Linked DNA regions of Pan troglodytes: region 1 is linked to region 2. A link is a contact called in public HiChIP or PLAC-seq data. All regions are on one chromosome and are shown on one strand. Each heading gives the region's core, a stretch centred on a gene start, on an enhancer-like site or on the middle of the called end of the contact. The rest is flanking DNA. Distances are from core to core; before and after follow the strand shown.

Evidence for each region. HiChIP or PLAC-seq counts read pairs in DNA pulled down with a chosen protein or histone mark.
Region 1: a contact with region 2 is called in an H3K4me3 HiChIP or PLAC-seq map of stem cell-derived excitatory neurons, with 2.7 times the contacts expected there. The contact joins the promoter of TOR1AIP2 here to the promoter of QSOX1 in region 2. A contact is called at or near these places in 1 of 7 Hi-C or Micro-C datasets (stem cell-derived neural progenitor cells), 1 of 1 datasets of contacts at active chromatin or transcription factors (stem cell-derived excitatory neurons) and 1 of 1 other capture datasets (stem cell-derived neural stem cells).

What each region holds. Positions count from the first base shown.
Region 1 is chr1:69,244,050-69,247,286 of NHGRI_mPanTro3-v2.0_pri, forward strand. TOR1AIP2 (torsin 1A interacting protein 2) reads left to right here and starts at 1,660. Exons shown (of 5, transcript XM_513042.8): 1 at 1,660-1,794.
Region 2 is chr1:68,966,809-68,970,204 of NHGRI_mPanTro3-v2.0_pri, forward strand. It overlaps QSOX1 (quiescin sulfhydryl oxidase 1), which reads right to left and starts at 1,814. Exons shown (of 13, transcript XM_016933529.4): 1 at 1,445-1,814. The coding sequence starts at 1,712.

The sequences.
Region 1 (3,237 bases), core at 410-2,909, 280 kb after region 2:
GTAGAAATGAAGTAGGCAAACAATTTTAATAAGGAAAAGATGATTAAAATATTAAACAGGAGGAAGTTAATTAAAGACATAGTAGCTGGCTCCATTTATTCCCCAGTCTTACAAATGATAGAAAAATATTTTAATGACAATACAAATGAAAATACCTGGAAATGTTATACTGAAATTAATTAAACACAATAAAGTGAATGGAATATAGTATTTTTGTTGAATTAGGAATTGCAGTTAATTATTAAACACCATCCAAGAGTGTTACCAAATCCTGTCACTTCTGCCAAAAGAGGGTGATTGAGAAGTGAAGGCACCAAAAATCACATTAAATGAGGAATTATTAATTCAATAAATACTTGAGCTACTATGTAGTAGGCAGTCCCTGTTCTCTGTGCTGGGGATACAGCAGTGAACAAAATAGACTAAAAGACAAAAAATGTTTCCTGCCTTCTTGGAGATTATATTCTATGGGAGGAGTCGGGCAAAAATCAAAATAAGTAAAATAGTGTGTTGGTCAGGACTGTTATGGAAAAAAAAAGAGGAAAGGGGAAGGGAGTTTTACATGAGTAGATTTCTTCTTGAAATTTGGTTAGATTTGTCCTGAATTGGTATAGGTCAAGAACAGGAATTTTAGACTTACTTCATTTTGCCCCCAACAAATTGTATGTTCTTGGGTAAATTGCTCACCATCTCTTAATTTTCACATTTATAAAATTAGTAGATCAAAACAATAGCTATTTTTTGTCACTACTGTCATTTAACAGACATGCTGCATACGTCATCTAATTTACTAATAACAAACTTATGAGGTAAGTAACGTTGTCCCCATTTGACACACGAGCAAACTGAGGTTTAGATTAGGCAACTCATTGGATTACATGCTCCTCTTAATGGCACAGAGGGTGTGTTCCAGGACATGGTGTTTGCCATTATCATTTGGTACTGCTGCTCACTGTGTTGGTCCTATGAGTTTCTTCAGTCTATGAATTTCAGGTCAGGGTGGTCGACGTCTTACAGAGATGCCTGTAATCCTGTCAGCATGAGATTGCATGGGACCTCTGCGGTTTGGTCGCGCATTTACCGCGACTGTCGCTGGGTCAGACGACCTGGCAGTAGAGGGTGAAGGATGGAGAAGGCAGAAGGCAGGGCACGGAGACTACTAGTCCCAGGATTCCACGGGCGCCTTCCGGCGGAAAGTGTTTGTCATATGGGCGGGGACCCTGGACGACATTCGGGCCGCGGCGGCCGCTGGGTGCAGCCGAGCGGTGTGGAGCGGAGAGAATACTCGAAGGGCTCTCCTGATACTAACAGTTTTACGATTTAAAACTTCGCCAGAATTTGTAAGTAAACAAAATGACTATGCAGCTTTTCCATGTTTTAGTATTGAAACTGATATCTTGAATTTTTGAAAAGGACTTTCAGAAACGGTCCCTCCCCACCCCCACCTTCGTACCGCACAAATGGTATTTTTATTTTTATTGTTTTTGAGACAGGTACTTGCCCTGTCACCGAGGCTAGAGTACAGTGGCGTGATCATAGCTCACCACAGCCTCATACTTCTGGGCTCAAGGGATCCTCCCGCCTCAGCCTCCCAAGTAGCTGGAACTACAGGCCCGCACCACCATGCCCTACTAATTACTTTATTTTTTATTTTTGTAGCGACAGGGTCTCACTGTATTGCCCAGGTTGGTCTCGAACTCCTGGCTTCAAGCGATTCTCCCACCTCAGCCTCCCAAAGTGCTGGGATTACAGGCGTGAGCCACCACGCCTGGCCTCACTCAAACAGTAAACGAGGTAGGTTGGGGGTATATTTTTGTTTTGGGATAAAAAGAAACTGAATCTTATAAATATTAAATGGGTTAAGATGTGAGTAAATTTTTGGGTTTAGACTTTAAGGTGAGAAGCAGAATTATTTTAGGGTTCGAAATGTAAGTGGGAAATTTGCCTACTAGTGTAGGCGGCGATTACTCCGTGCCCAACATGCCTAGGTTCTCGACATTCATAATCTTAATCCTGAAAAGATAATACTTAAAAAAAAAAATTGGTGCTAAAAAGGGCAAAGTTGAAGTTTTAGTAAGACCTCCTACCATTTTGCTTACATATTATATATGTACCATTCTCCCAATTGTATTTAATACCTGATGAAAAAGTTTGTGCCTTTTCCTTCTTTTAACAAATTTCATAGTACTCTCTACTTTATGAGTAATGCTTAATTATCAGACTTTATACTGTTACACAGATCCAGAAATGAGTTACATAGATTAAACATACTGGCTTTGTTTTACCTGTCTTTAGGTTTTAACACATTTTATTTTGGATCTGTATGAGAGATCCTTTCTTTGTTTTAAGCTGTGGCAGTTATCCATGTTTTTTGAGCTTTATTTTTTGAGCACAAGATGAGGATATAAAAGGCCAGTGGAAACATTTAATAAAAAAAGGAACTTCATGGTAGAGTAACTACAGATGTTTTTGGAAGAGTTTGTGTGGATTAGAATAGTTTGAAAAACTAACATTTGCTATGAAAACTGAGTGCCTGTCTTCAGTAATGTTTATTATGCTGAACGTGCAGTCCACAACTTGATTACCTGTTTTTCTGCTGGTTTGTTACGCAACCTTGCGTGACTCATTTAAGAACTATTTTATCTAGTTTCTTTCCTAATGTAGAGGTAATGCTAGCTTGAGAGCTTCAATAATTTATAAATAAATTAACTTCAGAATGTAGCTAATTATTTGAGGATTATTGGGTGTTTTAATAATGTATTGTATCTTGTATATAACTTATTTTTGCCTAAGAAGTAATTTCTGTATTCCATTCATTTCCATGGAACACAGAAGTCAAAATTCTATTCCAGGAAAGTCCACACTTCTTTGAAGTGCCACTTGAGTTTCCTGAAGGAATGTTTGCTTCAAAAAGCCTTGTCTGCTTTATCACTTTGAGGTTGTTCACTAAGTCAACTGTGAAGGCCCATAAACTTGGAGATTCGACAACTTCCAAAAAAATTTAAAGAATGAAGAATTGGCTGTTTTATTTACCATTTAGAATTTTGATTGTGTTAAAATTTCATTAATATTTCTACATCATATGAACTACTGGATTAAACTGTGTCCTACAAGAAGGAATTCATAGGGCGATCATATATTATCATAAATTTTGCACAGAAATCAAGCACTTGGGAATAAGGAAGCGTGTCCCTAACATTGGTAATGAGCATAGACTGGAGTCATAGCTGGGTTTGA
Region 2 (3,396 bases), core at 564-3,063:
AAAAATAATTTTCCAGGACCATATGGCTAAAAGACGTACACATGGTTCCATCTCGCCTCTTCAGAAACCAATCTGCAAGCTGCTCAGGAAAAGAGGGAGGGTGAGTCTGAAAACTAACATCTACAAAGGCACTGTTCTACCACAAAGAGTTGAATTTATCAAGAAATACCAACAGTGGAACAATGGTTCCAGTTCCCCTTTCTCTAGAAAGAGGCCTATTTCCAAAGATGCCCACAGTTCTCATTCAATGACCATTTCAGGGTAGGAGGCCGTGCTAGCGACCTAGCACCAGAGTCAGGAAGTAACTCCATTCAGAGGCAGCAAGTCAGGAACAAATCACTATCACTATACCACTCCTGCCCGCCAAATACCCACTACCTGGGCTAGGTGGATGTGTGACACCACAGGAATCTTTAAATTGTGGAAAGGAAACTATGAGACAATGTATGCCGAGTACTTAGTAAGGTGCCTGAAATGATAGGTGCTCCGTAAATATTAATTACTATTATTACCATATTTCCTCGACTCTAAGTCTTAAGTGTTTCAAAATTTTAGCATTTCTGTAATAGAGTTCACCTTCAAATCTTTATACATGTAGTGGTTTTTTCCTATCCTTCTACCCCTTGGGCTATCATAAAATGAACAGTGTGTCTCACAGTTGATGGTGTCTTGGAATTCAGGAAATATAGTTTTGGTGCCCCAACCAGGGATTGGGAACATGGAGCAAGAGCCAAACACGCACCAAAGGCCTCTGTGTGCATGTTAAAATATAAGGGTCTGAGCGGGGGAAGAGAGAGAAGGATGTGGCCCAGAAGCTAAGGAGCTGGAGGCGGCAGGTCAGGAGAGGCCCGGAACAGAGATAGGAAAACTGCCAGGTGGGCATACCCACATCAAAGACAAAAATGAGAAAGGAAGTCTATGTACCACCTGGTCAACCAGTTGAGGGAGTGGAGAAAGGTGGCAGGGAGGCAAAATGGATGCCCGTTCCCTTTTCTCCCCAGCACTGACCCACAGCAGCTAGGGAACCTGGCAGGAAGATGACATGGGTCCCTGGACGAGAGGAAGAGGACTGCCACAAGGCTGGACCAGGAAACGGTAAGGTGTCAGCGGACCATGCGGAGGAAGGAACAAAGGAGACCTCTCGCAGGGAAGGAGGCAGTAACCTGGCTGGGGACGAACCGGGAGAGCAGGGCAGGTCTGGGGGCCCAGGCCGCGGAGAGGGAAAGAAGCTCGGGATGAGGGCCAAGAGGAAAAGGCAAGGGAGCGGGAGGCAAAAATGGAGCTGAGAAACATGAAGGTGGGGGGCGTGGGATGCGCGGAGAGGAAGAGGTGGGCGGAGGTGACTGGAAGAGGGACGCGCTCCCGGAGTAGGGGGCTGCCCACCGGGCAGGTGGAGGGGTCCGGGCGGCGGCGCACGGGGGAGCGGGCCGCCCCCGTTTCTCACCTTTGACGTCTTCGGCCAGCGCCTTCCACGTCGGGGCGAAGGCGATGCAGTGGCCGCACCAGGAGGCGAAGAACTCCACGGCCCAGGCGCTGCGGGAGCCCAGCACCGCGCCGCGCACCGTGTCCGCCTGCAGCAGCGTCAGCGGGTCGGAAGGCGAATAGAGCGCCGAGCGCGGGGCCGCGTTAGCGCCGGGAACCGCGAGCAGCCACAGCAGCAGCAGCTGCAGCAGCGACGGCGGCGGCCCGGAGCCGCGGTTGCACCTCCCCATCCTCGGCGCTGCGCTCACCACCACACGCAAGCACCGGATGAGTCGGGTCCCGGCGCCGCAGCACCGCCTGCCTCCGCCCGCAAGGAGGAGCCACGTGGCCCCGCCCCTGAGCCCCCGCCCCCGAGCCCCCGCCCCCGAGGCCGGCCCAGCCACCCCGCCCCGCCGGCCGCTCCTGGGCGCGGCAGCGGGCGGGGCTGAGCTTGTTGCAGGGGCTGGCCCTGGCCGGGCGGCGAGCCATCCTTTCGCGGTCCGCCGAGGCCTCAGAGCAGCGCGACCCGGGTTCCCGCCTCAGGCCCCAGGAGGCGAGGTGTACAGTCCGGTAAAGGAATGGAGCGCCCGCCGAGCGGTCGCTGCGGGGGTAGCCTCGCGGAGGTTGTTTGGCCTCTCACGGCCCCCGTATCCAACGGAAGAGGAGTCCGTTGGAATAGACGACCCGGATTTCGGCTGTTGTAGGGCAGTTCCTGGGCTCCCGCAGAGCGATGAGACGTTGTGAATTAGATGTGAGAAGAGGGGCGCTTGGTCTACGACCACCAAGACCCCACAGGATCGATGCACCCACCCCTGCTGATGACCATGACCATCTAAAGGGGAACATCATTTGAGGGGCCCTACTCATGGATCAGAAGCCCCTCTTCACTGTGGGGTGCGCTGGGTTGGCGGGCAGTTGCCGTGGAATCAGTTTCCTCAGGACCCATATCTGACCACCCTCATAAGGTTGTTAGGGCGATTCCAACATTCGGGGTTCCCAGCAGCCCAGATCCCCCACATCCAGCTCTTCAGCCTACTCAGAGCTCTCCACGCTCACTCACATGTCCCTCTCGCAAGTAGCCCGATCAACTCACCTGGTGTCATGGGCACTAAGGTGTTAATGGATTTTCTCTGGTCACCTTTGCAGCTCCACTGTTTTGAGTGAGTTATTTTAAGGGGAGAAGGTGCTCCTCAGACGGTTGTCACAGTGATATTTTTCCTTTGTGACTGCCAGGTTAGCCCCTTTCACCTGTAAGAGCTTTGAGCCTAGATTTGTTACTCATTTATTCAAGTTTTACTGAGTGGTGTCATGCCAGGCACTTGTTTAGGTATAAGGATAAGGCAGTAAACAAAATATAGACTCTAGGGACGTGGAACTTACATTCCAGTGGGGGTAAAGAGATGATACATAAGTAAATGTAGATCAGATGGTGACCGATGTTATGAAGAAATATAGACTGGTGTAAGAATAGAGTGGCAGAGGAGGTGCTATTTTACACACGAAGATCAGGGACAGGTCTACCCTTAATATTTGCAAGAACTGAGTCAGTAGTACAAATGGAGGCCCACATATCATGTCTACATATTTTAAAACTACAAATTAAACGGTGATGTAAAATTCCTATCTTTTTATCTTGACATGTGTACCTTCATCATAATCTGGAAGGCCACATTTAAGTTTAGGATTCTTGGACCCTTCTGAGATACACCCTCGAACGTAGTGCTTTGGAGGGGGAACATGTCCTTGGCCCTCAGCCTTCCTTCTTCTCTTGGCACCCCAGCTCTGTCCCATACTTCAAATGGCCTTTTGCCCACACCTATAACAACGACATCTGCACATCAGAGTTTTGTCCACACCTCCTACAAATAGCATCCCCTTGACCACCCCTTGCTCCTCAGGAGGATAGACCTTGGGAAAAGGCTGAGGCAGCCTGTA